2 separate regions of the Xenopus tropicalis genome follow, and region 2 is linked to region 1. Evidence: chromatin contacts called from public Hi-C data. All regions are on one chromosome and are shown on one strand. The core of a region is the stretch at or near the end of the contact, and the rest is flanking DNA. Distances in the headings are between cores, read along the strand shown. Region 1 overlaps wwc1 (WW and C2 domain containing 1). Region 2 holds the start of wwc1 (WW and C2 domain containing 1).

Region 1 (6,470 bases), core at 2,005-4,504:
TAAAGAGAGAAAAATCAGAAAAGAAATTTAGCACTTACATTTCCTGAAATATCTGTTTGAGAGCTGACATTGAGATACTGCCTGGACAGAGAATTAGCTGAAGATGCTAAAGAAGTATTGCTGGCCCAGAGGTCTGATTGTGATCCTTTGTCAACGAGGAATCCATTTTTTAATTCAGCAAGACTCTAAGAAAAGAAACCAAGGCCACGGTTTACTGACAGTCATTAAACATACATGCAGGTGCATATTATTATACCTTGCTTTGATTATATCTGTAATGGTTTATAATAATGTCGTAATTGATATCCAGTCAATATTATAGTGTTTGGTTCTTTTTAATAAATTACCTGAATTAGGTCTAGTTTCTCTCGTTCGCCAGAAGTAATTGCCTTTTTGATAGTTTTCATCTCATTCAGGATAGCTTGGGCTTCATCAAGTTTATAAGCGCAATGATTTTTAGACATTTTTAAGTCAATCCTGTTTAAAAGAAACATATTAATGAGGTCTATCCTTGATTAAAACTGTAAATATTTAGAGCAATTTGTGTGTCCTTAATGTTATAAGAAATATAAAGGAACTAAGGCCAAGGTGTGACATGCTTTTTGGCTCAGGAATGGTATAAAAAGAACAACCTTTTACTCTAACGCAATACCTGAAATACAAAGATTCCAAGCTAACAAGCCCATTGTACTATAAAAACAGATAAAGACCACATAAACAGAATATGTGCCAAATGGGAGCATACTCCAAACCCAAGTGTCAACCAAATGCACAGTTTACCAACCTTAAGGTAAAATGTCCCTATGCATAACTAGTGTTAATCTTCCATTTGTTTTACCTTAACAGACAGTAAAATATAAGAGCAAGTTTTACAAATTTACTCTATGTACAACTAGCATACATCCAAATGAACAGTAGCAGCACCATTTGAAGAATTCTTTCTAAGTGAACTGAATAACAACCCCATCTGTTACAGATTGCAGTACTGGTGTCTGTACAGAATGCATCAGCTTTCATTTGTATACACAGATATACAGTTGGAAACATACAAATATTCATATAATTATGCATTTTTGTATTTTCTTTGTGAGCTGTAAATTTCAATATTATACATTGCAAGAACTGTATTTTTTGTGTCTCTCTATCCCTAATATATATAGAAAACTGAGTAGGCCCTCCACAAAAAAATGCGCATAAATATTATGACTATGAAGCTGAAATGAAATAAAAAATTTTAAATATTCCTTTTTTTTTTTAAATATGGCTCGTATTCGACTACTTTCTTCTTAAACAGATAGTAAGATTGCATAATTGTAGTTCTACCTGGCCACGCATTGGCAGTTTATAAGGTATCTAGGAGCCACGGGTTAAGGGGAAAGCAAATTTCATCTTCTCAAGGCTGCTTTTCATGGCCATAGGTAGAGCAGCCCAATACATTTTAATTTACAAACTAACACAATGACATAGGGCCAAGCTGGTAAAACACCTGGCAAGGATGAGGCTGGTATTACAAAATTACTACTATTGTAGTTTGTAGTCTGTAAATTTGTAATATCCTTAATTTTAGCCCCTGGTCTGCCCTTGATCTGCCCTAATCCTACTTATTTCTTTCCCCAATCTAGCCAGCTCTCCTACTGTCTATGTGTCCCCGCCATGCCCTTTTAAGTCATTACCCTGCCCCCTTTCGTACCCACTTCCCCACCAGCCAGTAAGATTCTTTTAGAAAACTGGTAAGCCTGGTATCCCCATATCATTGGCTCATGCGTTTGTTGTACTGGCTTCTGCAAAGAACTATCAATAACAGATGTTACTAAGTTAGCCTGTGAAGAATTCTTCTAATGATGCATCATTGCCCTTGTGCTATATATAAGATGGGAAGAGAGAGGATATGCAGATAGTCCAGGTGTGGCCACAGTCGTCATGTCCTTGGAAACAGAGTTGTCATATCAGGGCTGTAATTATTTAAAACCATATAACATGTCACCTTGGCCTCAGCTTTTACAGAGAATAACGTAAGCCCAACCAACACTTATTCAAGGTATCAAACTGCAGGTATATTAGAAGTCACAAACAAGGCCAGAACTAGGGGTAAGCAGAAGAGGCACATCCTAGGGAACAATGCTGGGGGGAAGGCTAGGCATGTATCTCTTTTACTCCCCTACTCCATGCCCTTGTCTCACTGCTGGCCCATTACTGTCCTTGCTCATAGCACTTGTCCTGGTGCATTGCGCTCCCCCTTCTCTCACTGTCATATGCGTGCACGACAGTGAGGGGAGGGAGAGAGGTGGGTCACCTAGGGCGCCTGGCCAGCTAGGCCCAGCACTGGTCACAAACCCCAGCTGAAGCTCCTTATCATTGTATTAGAGGCATAGGATATATTATCCAGCATGCTTAGGACCTGAGGTTTTCTGGATAAGGAATTATTGAAAAATTGCACCACCACTACCTTAAGCCTGGATCTGACCGAATACCGAACTAAATCCAGGATTCGGTGCATTCATGGTGTTCCATGAATGCTATATCTACTACCTGACACATAAATGAGTAGAATATACCATTTTAAAGGATACGTAAACACTACATTTTCCTACCATATATAAAGGTTGGGCACATCTCCCCCACCCAATCTGCATTATTTGCACTGCATTTATTCCCACTGGTCACCAGCACCATCACATATTTCTAAAACAAATAGCAGCTTTCACCTGGCGGCCATTTTCCCTGTGATACATAAACATGTTTCTCCAGCAGAGTGTAAAGTGATGCCATCTCTTTATTGGCTGCTAGACTGGAAGTGTGTTTAGTAACCTGAGCTAAGAAGAACTGAGCATGCTCAGTAGTCAACAGTCAAAATCAGTTCCTAAGAGAGGAGGCCGAGTGGGTGTCTATTCAACATTACAAGTTAAATGGCAAAAAAGTAAAGCAGGAAAAAAAAAATCACCTAAATCATAGTGTAGTTTTAGTTCTACCAAGTAATGGAAAATGTACTGAAACCCTATATAATGCTACAGAAAAAACAGCTTGGATTTATCCATCTTTAAGATCTTAAGATAAAACAGCTCTATGATATGGTGAGTAGAGTAAGTGGTGACTTGTACTCTCATTCTAATTGCCAGTTTGATAATCCCCACACTGGCCACCTTTGTTATATAATCAGGTTAGCCTAAGATTTAAATTGCCAGAATTGTTATTCCACTGTTTCAACACACATTCCTGCAGCCAAACGAAAGGCGTAAATGCTAAGAGAGCTCAGCAGAGCTGTGGAACAGGTTTAGCAGGCGATTATGAACAGTCAAGTACATTCTTCCTATACCCATCTGGGACATACTTCTGTAATGTTAGATGGCAACTTGCTAATAAAAAAAAAAAAAATAGTATTTATATGGGAGCCGCACCAGAAATTCTAATAGTGAGAAATGAAAGGGTTGCTAGTGCTACAAGACCTTGTTAAGCACAGAAATGTCAGCTGCCTTAAGATCAAAACAAGCCCTGCTAATCCTTTCTTTCAGCTTGATCTCCTCTAAAATGTCACATCCTAGCTACTTGCTGAAATATCTCACTCGCAGATTTATTTTCTTTTGTTTTGAAAGTGTGATGTCAAAGAAAATCCGGCAAGGGAAAACAGTGAAAAAGATTTCCATGCAGGATTTGTTTGGGAAAACGTCTTCTGTAGGCTACTGAAAAAAACACTAATTTAATTTGTTGAGGATGTTTTTCTTCATATTTTCAGAATATCACTATTTTTAAATAATTTTTAAATCTGACCTAAATGTCTGAATATATCACTAATCAGGGGGGTGTGCACCTTTGTCGCTTAGTCCAAGTGGCATTTTGAAAAGACAATCAATGCCCTTGTCTGATCCCCCTACATGTGCCATGTATTTGACAGTAGCCCCAGCAGGAACAAGGCTTTTCACAGCCCTGTACTTGCCCAATGTTTGGCAAAGTCTCCCTTGCACCACTCTCTGTGCTTGTTTGGGATATGCCATCAAAGGTGCAGAGTGAGATTAGTGTTGCATAACTAAATGGTGCATATGCCAAGTGAATGGCTTCCTAAAGAGCCTGTTTTTGTATCCTTTAGGTAATTGATGGAAGATGTTGTAAGAAGTGTAGGGTCATTGATGTAACCATTGGCACAAGTGCTGGAATTGTGCCAGAGGTTTCATAAATAACCCTACTCTCTTACAACAACTTCCATCAGTTACTCCCAGTGACCGAGATCTTGGGCAAGATATACGCACTATAGAAATACTTTATGAAATATAAGGCAAGTTAAGATGGGTTATCTTCCATAAAACACAGGTAAGATAAAAAATAATTCCTACTCTTTGAGAGTTTGGTAGCCATTTTCTTTATACTGGAGTTCTTGTCGCAGAAAGACCATTTCTCTTTTTAGTTTGTTCACCTGTAAGACAAAGTACCTATTAGGCAGTGGTTCCATAGGCACCAACTATACTTATATATATTTATATATATTTAAAGTTTTATTCTTATGTATTTTTTTCAATTGTTATTGGTAGGCAGACATCTCAGTGCTTTGTGCCTGATTCTGAGCTTTTAGAAAGAGCCAGCACTAAACAATAGAACTGCTTTTAGGTAACCTATTGTTTATCCTACTCATTGTCATGACTTGGCTAAACTGGACTTAGATTTTACTATTGAGTGCTATTCTAATATCTACCACTTGATGGCGCGCTGAAGCATTTTTAGCAATGCAGATGTCAGGGAGCTGTTATCTTGCTACCTGGCCATTGTGCTGCTGATGAGTCTTATCTTAATCATTTTCATATTTTTTTTTTACTTGATGCAACTGTTTTTGCAGGAATGTTAAACGGGCTGTATATCCCTTTTTTCAAGTTCAATGTATAAATCTTTGTGCTGAATATTCTATCTGCCTATTGTTTTAATCATGAATCAGGACAAACAGGGTAACTGAAGCCACTCCATATTAGGTCCCACCAGTGCACACATGGTTTTAACTGCAAAAAATCTTTGGGTTTTTTTATTTTTTGAGATAACAAGAACCTAAACTGAACATGTTTATTCCTTGCAAGGAATATAATTGGTTGCCCCCAACCCCCATGACATGGATTTTAAAATATGGCCGTACTTCCTACAAATGGATTAAATAAAGTACAATTCATTATTTGCAAAAACTGATGTATTCAAAATTACATATAAGCAGGCCATAACAGATTCCCTTCAATAATGTAACTACAGTATAAGGGCCAGGGCCCATGTACAGGCTGTGCAGCTGGAACCCCCCACCTAATCCCCTTTAGGGTAAACAAGTAGCAAAACCCCCCAAAAATAAAAACATGTCAATCAAAATCCATTAAAACAGAAGATAGAATATTTAACATACCCTGGATTTTGTTGTTGCAATTTCAGCTTTTAGAATATCAGGATCATATTTGGAACTTGAGGAGGAGCCAGATACCACTAAAACAAATAAAATGTTACTTTCATTCATGAAAACAATAGCTGATATCGTGATTTTTGTGTTGAACTTTTTATTTCTAAATTACACTGTTTACATAGCAAATAATTCACTTTACCAATTAAAATGTTATTCTTGAACCAACAAAGGTAATTTTTTAGCTGTAACATTAGTGTGTAGGCGCCATATCAGTGCATTGTGCCTGAGCTTTCTGAAGGAGCCAGCGCTACACATTAGAACTGTTTTCAGGTAACCTATTGTTTCTCCTACTCCCATGTAACTGGAGGACTTGGACTTGATTCCTTACTATTGAGTGCTATTCTGATACCTACTGGGAGCTGCTATCTTGCTCTCTTCCCATTGTTCTGCTGATCGGCTGCTGGGAGGGGGAGGATATCACTCCAACTTGCAGCTCAGCAGTAAAGTGTGAAGTTTATCAGAGCACAGGCCAGATGGCTGCAGCACCCTGGGAAATGTAGAATATGGCTAGCCCCATGTGAAATTTCAAAATTAAATATAAAAAATCTGTTTGTGTTTTTGAAAAAGGATTTCAATGCAGGATTCTGCTGGAGAAGCTTTATTAACTGATGGGTTTAAAATAAAAACATGTTTTCCCATGACAGTATTCCTTTAAACACATATGTAATAAACTGTATGACAAGTAAATATTACTGTTGAAAATTAATCTCTTGAATAATTTTACACATTTTTTAACATGCAAACAGCTACGCATAACAGTAACTATGTAACTATTATTTTTATCTGTTTACATAGATTTCTAGTTATTTGCTTTCTTAGTACCGAGATTTATTTTTTTAGTATTCACGGTATCTGATAATCAGCCTACTTTATTCTGAATTCCAAACACCTTGTTTCCTATGTTACCAAATGCCACAAACACCTGTCGCAAAGTGAGCACTTGCACACATAAATACACAGTATGTGAAGTAGGGCTAAAGGTTGGCTATACATGACCTTGTGGTGCTTTGTGCTTTTTTCAATGCCTAGAATGACAATGCTTCTCTGCAGT
Region 2 (6,470 bases), core at 1,823-4,322, 48 kb after region 1:
GTAAATCGTGTGTCTCCTACTCCCACCTCCTTTCAGATCTAAGTTCTACTGAGCAGGTCCCTCCTTCCTTCAGCCACCCATAATCCTACCCTTGTAAAACCTCAGTCACCACCCGCAGCTGCAAAACTCTGGTTGCCACTTAAGTGCTTCCCGGGGTGGGCAGGGGCCACAGGGATTTCTCCCAGTGTCCCAAAAGGGCAGTTTGACCCTCCTTATTGTATAAGTATTTGTATGTAATACGTATGTTTGATAAACGCCCATTTATTGTAAAACACTGCTGCATATGTTGGCGACTTATAAAATTTAATAACAACCATAGTAACAAAGTGCAATAAAAGCACCTGTTGCATTTCTTTTTTTCATTTACAATTGGCCATGTGTAGCAGAATTTCTATGTGGTTAGTTGGCGGCAAAGATCTGTGTGTGAGAGAATATTTTATGGAACATACCCTGTGAAATACACACGCATAAACTATTCAGTATGCACTGGGATTGGACCCAAGGCTAAGGCTTACATTTTCCTGGTGTTAAATGGAACAGTATTGATACTGATTTAGCCCAAGTCTTAACACATAGGGGCTGATTTACTAATCCACGAATCCGAATGGGAAAAAATAGGATTGGAAATGAACATTTTGCTACTTTTCCGTATTTTTTGCGATTTTTTCGTCACCGTCACAACTTTTTCGTGAATTGTCGCGACTTTTGCGTAGCCGTTACGACTTGTCGCGACTTGAGCGCTCGTAAACGGCGGGCAAACCTTTCTGACTTGATTTTTTTTCCGCATGTTTTTGGAAGCCTCCCATAGGACTCAATGGCACTCTGCAGCTCCAACCCGGCCCAAGAAAAATCTCCCATAGCGCTCAATGGCACTCTGCAGCTCCAACCCAGCCCAGGGAAAGTCTCCCATAGGGCTCAATGGCACTCTGCAGCTCCAACCTGGCCCAAGGAAAGTCTCCCATAGGGCTCAATGGCACTCTGCAGCTCCAACCCGGCCCAAGGAAAGTCTCCCATAGGGCTCAATGGCACTCTGCAGCTCCAACCCGGCCCAAGGAAAGTCTCCCATAGGGCTCAATGGCACTCTGCAGCTCCAACCCGGCCCAAGGAAAGTCTCCCATAGGGCTCAATGGCACTCTGCAGCTCCAACCCGGCCCAAGGAAAGTCTCCCATAGGGCTCAATGGCACTCTGCAGCTCCAACCTGGCCCAAGGAAAGTCACGATACTGAAGCTTGAATGAATCCGAAACTTTCGTACTCGGCGCGAAAATACGATTTTTTTTGCGACGGCGACAATTCACGCAAGTTGTAACGGCTACGAAAAAGTCGCGACAATTTACGAAAAAGTCGCGACAGCGACAAAAAAATTGCAAAATACCGATCATTACGAAAAAAACGCATTCGGACGCTTTCGGTCCGTTCGTGCATTAGTAAATCTGCCCCATACAGTGTTATGTAACAAAAGGTGCAAAGTTTTCTATGGGTCTAGTCACCTATAGCAACCAATCAGGAGGAAGCATTTACTGGTCACCTGTGAACATCTTATTGGTTGCTGTACGGTTACTACACCTAGAGGAACTTTTTGCGTCTTTATAGCACATGTGGGGGTTAGTTTATAGTTACAATGTTGAGATCATAGGTTTGATACCAGCCAGGTCACTGGCACTCAGTAAAATCTTTGTATGTTCTCCCCGTGCATGCATGGGTTTCCTTCCTCACTCCAAAAACATACAGGGAAGTTACCTGGCTCCTAATAAAATGGACAATAGTGTGTGTGTAGGCAACAGGGACCTAAGATTATACATAGTATATCTGGAACATCCAATATGCTTCACTACATCTGTTATGGGATAGTATTTACTTATAGTAGGAAGTTGTAGTTGAACAATAGCTACAACTTGTCAACCCAATCGTTGTTTATAAAGAATTATTATTTTCCTTTATTAAGATAGCGCCGACATGTGCGCACAACATAATAATGACTGATGCCACAATTTGGGTGAGAAACCAAGGTTATATAACTGTGGTGCCCATCACTATACTATGCCTATGCATAGGCTTAATGAATTAGGGGCTAAAAGTCTAGTCATTAGTAGGTTTTCTCAGGGGGGATTAAGCTACATACAATTTAATTGTGTGTGCAACGAGTTTGTGCTGGTACTGCTGCAAGTCTGTACTTTAAGAGGATGTCAATAATATTTTGACTTATGAAACAAGTTGTAGTTCAAAGCAGCTTTCCAATATACAGTCATTGCAAATGTTCAGTGGATTTCAATTGTTATTAAAATCACTATCAGCCTGTGCCTTTCTATTCTCCTCCTTAGCAATTCTGTTCTATTCTGCACTGCTGGTTCTGTCTCTTGAAACAATGTAGCAGAAGCTATCTGACTAACAGAGCCTATGAGGAAGCCTGCAAGGCTGGCTTCTGCTACATTCTTTCAAGAGACAGAACCAGCAGTGCAGAATAGTACAGAACTGCTTTCAATAGCAAATGCATTTGCAAATAACTGAAAACCACTAAAAATATTTTGTGACTCTTTAGTGGAAAGTTGGCTTGCATTACTTTTTTAATTTCATTTGGCGGCATTGTAGCTTTAAAATCCCCTTTAATATGCATATGCTTAGGACGAATAGTAGAACAAAGGCCTAGGCCATGACCTTGTGGCCTCATCTGATTGGATGTAGTAGCTAAGTTGCAATAAACATAATTTGTGGTGCTATTTAGCAACTTCTATGTGACCCCATCATTAGCAAACATTGTCGGATTTTGGCCATACCTGTCTCTAGGATCTATCCAGCTGGTAGTCTTGCTGGTGTGGTCAATGTAGTACACTTTGCCATCCACATCTCGTGCTTCTTCCCAGCCTTCTGGCAGAGGGAGCTCCTTCCTTATCATCTCCAGAAAGGGCACTGTCCCCCATAAATTTGCCCAAAGGGGGTTCTAAATCCGTCAGGGAGTATAAAAACAGAATTGGTGCTTTTTACCTAAGGGGCAATAAGCAGGAATGCTAAAGTCCAGTTGCTAAACAGGGGTATAAAAGAAGAACACCTGTGCCAAAGCAATCCAGGGGCATCCCAAGTACTGGCACAAAATGAATATTTCCAGTGGAATCCCTAAGTTTTCCAATCAGTAGGGATAAATGGGGTGGGTACCCCAGGGAAAATCCTGAGTGTTGATCATTGGGGCCACTTATGTTTCTCCTACCCAGGGGGTGATCCCCCCACTCCCGGCTTAGTGATAGCAGCCTGCAGCCAAGCCAGAGCTGCACTGCACCGGCGGATTCCCCTCGATGTACTGATCCCCCACCAGCTCAGGATTTCACACACCACCATCTGACGATGTTTGCCGAAACGCTCCGGGTTCCTGCATGAGCTGCCAGAAATTCATCCCTTGCCAGGGTCCGGCTCATCCAGGGGCTCACTACGTGCTGCAATAGTTCCGAGCAGGTAGTCGGGCTGATTCCAAACCATGAACTGTGTTCCAATTCGGGCTGCTCCTCAAAGGGGCCACAGACAGCGTCCCGTCCCTTGTTCTCGCTTGTCGCTGCCCCGGCAGCTTCTTGGCTTTCGGTCTCTGATGCTTCTGAAACTACAGTAATAACGTCATCCAGGTGATTACTGTATTCCAGGTAATAGACGTGCACTCCGGAGAGAGCAGCAGGAGTGGGACACGTGACGCGGCGGTGCCCAGCCCACCTTTTCCCTGAGAGCTGAAGATTGCGGGATGCAGCGCTCACACGCTTACTGGAAACCCAAAGTGCAGCCTCTTTAAAAGCCCCTTATTGCTAAGAAAGCCTTTTCACAATCTGCCCCACTGCTGGTAACAGTCCAGGACTGTTAGTCCTCTTACTTCGTGCTGGCAGGTCCCGCCTGCCCATTCATCTTCATCCCTCCTCCTTCTTACCTGCGATGTCAATCATGCGAACTTCTCCTACTTTTTCCTGACAGGTCCCAGCTCCCCCATTCATCCTCCTACCTGTGATGTCATCCTTCATCCCTCCTCAAGCAAATGCCCTGGCCCCGCCCCCGGGTGGCGTCACGCCTCAGCCTTCCTCCATCATTCTTATGGGCTTCAGATTTAACCTGGCCATACACCGGCAGAATTATTTGCTTTCAGGAAAATGATCCTTTTGGCCATACACTATACCATCCACGTTATGTCATTCTTTGAGATAATTATTGCTATGCTTAGCTGTGATTTTGCAGCATGCTCCATATTTCTGTGTGTGTGGTTTTTTTTTAATAAAAAATATGTATTACATCATTTTTGTTTTGTGTTTTATTTATTTTATGGCCACAAGGTACTCCTATAGCAATATCCCTTAAGATAACTGGTTTAAAATGAAACAAAAATAAACTATTTACCTTCTGTTTATTTGAATTATTACCTAAAATCATAGGCTGAAGGTGACTTTTTTGTTTGGGGAGATACATAGACTGACCTACAGCTGTGAGACTTGGATGAACCCCTAGAGTAAAATGAACCTCCCCAACCACCCCTCTCACTTCCCACTTACTGTGCAAAAGTGCATTATTATTCTTTAATTCTTATTAAAGAATTTTACCAAACTGGAATATATATCAGTAAATATTGCCCTTTTACATCCTTTCCCTTAATCCACCATTTAGTGCTGGGCTGTGTGCTCCCTCAGAGATCAGCTCTCTCATACCACAGAGCTCCCCCTTGCGACATCATGGCCAAGGCTCCTACGTTCACTCTCTTTCATAAGTCATTCTTTATCCTCTGTCCATATCTACCGTACGAGTCTATAGCCTCAGTCCTGCTACATATCATATTAGCTTTACATACAGAAGTCAGTCTTGCGCTTTCAGCTATATGTAATTCTCTGCTTCATATACATTTTAACTTAAGGTGGCCATACGTGGGTCCATTGTAGCTGCCGATATTGGTCCCTTAGACCAATTCGGCAGCTTATCGGCCCCTGTAGGGGCAGCAACGATGAAATCGGCCAGATATTGATCGGGCTGGTTAAAAAATTTACTTGGATCGGGGACCGCATAAACGAGCCGATGTGCTCATTACAGACGTTATAATTAGCCTAAATTCACCTGATAGCGGCCACCCGTAGGTGGGGATATCGGCAGAAGATCCGCTCGCCAAGTATGGCCACCTTTAGCCAGGTCCTGGCTGTTCTACCACCTGCCCTCAATATTATCCTCCTTTTTTAAATGCATTTAAATGTAATGTAGTGATCCCTGTAAAAACTGAGTGCTATCAAAGAGATCCTTTTGTTTTTAATGAGGATAATGGGGCAGGTGGGACCTGTTAGCACCTGAATAAACATACCTGCTGTTAGGAGATAAGCTACCATAAAAGTGAATCTGGGAAACTGTCATGAGATAGGACTGCTTTACTGATTTCACAAATTTTTTGGCTGCATTTTAAATTCTAATAATTTAGATTATTTCACCAACACATCTATTTATGTACTACAGGTACAGGATCCGTTATCCAGAAAGTTCAGAATTACGGAAAGGCCATCACCCATGGACTCCATTTTAAACAAATGATCCTAATTTTTCTCTATAATATTCAAACAGTACCTTGTACTTGATCCCAACTAAGATATAATTAATATTTATTGGAACAAAGCAATCCTATTGGGTTTATTTAATGTTTAAATTATTTTTTTTAGTAAACTTAAAGCATGGAGATCTAAACTACAGAAAGACCCCTTATACGGAAGTCCCCAGTTCCCGAGCATTCTGGATAACAGATCCCCCTACCCCTAGCATGGTGTTGTTCTCTGGATCCAGCAAGATATAGGGACTCTTTTATACTCTTTTTAAGGGAACATTACAAACAGTGTTTGAGAGTAAATTGATGTCCCCAAACTAGATAAAGTATTTAAAGCCATGTAACTGACTAGGTTTATTTTTCCATAGTTCATTAAAACCACCCATGGGGATAAGCTCCTCCAGCATAGCACCATAAATGTGGCAGATTACATCACTGGGCAGCTCACAAAGTAAACTGGTAATTGGGGCCCTAGCCTTGGGGCAAGGTCACACAAGGGATATTGTCAGCGTGCAGATAAGCACAGACTGACACTATGCCTGTACGCTTAGAAAATCTTCCCGTGCTTGTACCCAGAAGCATTGAATCTACCCAGCCGCAGGCCCACACAGTTGATATTCTCCAACAAACGCCAAGTCTCGTGTTAGTTGGCAGACATCGCCTATGTGTGCCTGCACCCACCCGGAATCAATGCTTCTGGGTGCAGGCACGTATCCACTTATCTGCAGGCTGACTTATATTTAATATTAGAAAGCAACAACAGGAACACTCACACCTTTTTTTACCATTATAGCAAGAGTATGCCGTTTGTCTGTGTAATCAATGTGTGTGGCAGTCAAGCATACCTGCCATATTCACAGCAGCCTCAATATAGTGGGACTAACACTTAACTTAAAGCAGAATTCACTGGGGGCGCAGAATGGGGGTAGCTTTGG

The links. Hi-C and Micro-C count contacts between places; a contact is called where the count stands out from the background.
Region 2: a contact with region 1 is called in a Hi-C map of gastrula embryo, with 1.6 times the contacts expected there. The contact joins the promoter of wwc1 here to the enhancer-like site in region 1. A contact is called at or near these places in 2 of 5 Hi-C or Micro-C datasets (gastrula embryo and liver).

The regions. Positions count from the first base shown.
Region 1 is chr3:33,635,412-33,641,881 of UCB_Xtro_10.0, forward strand. wwc1 (WW and C2 domain containing 1) reads right to left here. Exons shown (of 23, transcript NM_001102742.1): 4 at 5,366-5,442; 5 at 4,326-4,405; 6 at 348-477; 7 at 39-185. Among named protein-coding and RNA genes, the nearest start is that of wwc1, 48 kb to the right of the region's middle. Within about 2 kb of position 3,255, at least 2 of the 11 cell types and tissues checked have an H3K27ac peak or open chromatin away from gene starts, as enhancers often do. A contact at or near this core is called in gastrula embryo, where this site is marked.
Region 2 is chr3:33,684,060-33,690,529 of UCB_Xtro_10.0, forward strand. wwc1 (WW and C2 domain containing 1) reads right to left here and starts at 3,073. Exons shown (of 23, transcript NM_001102742.1): 1 at 2,774-3,073. The coding sequence starts at 2,892.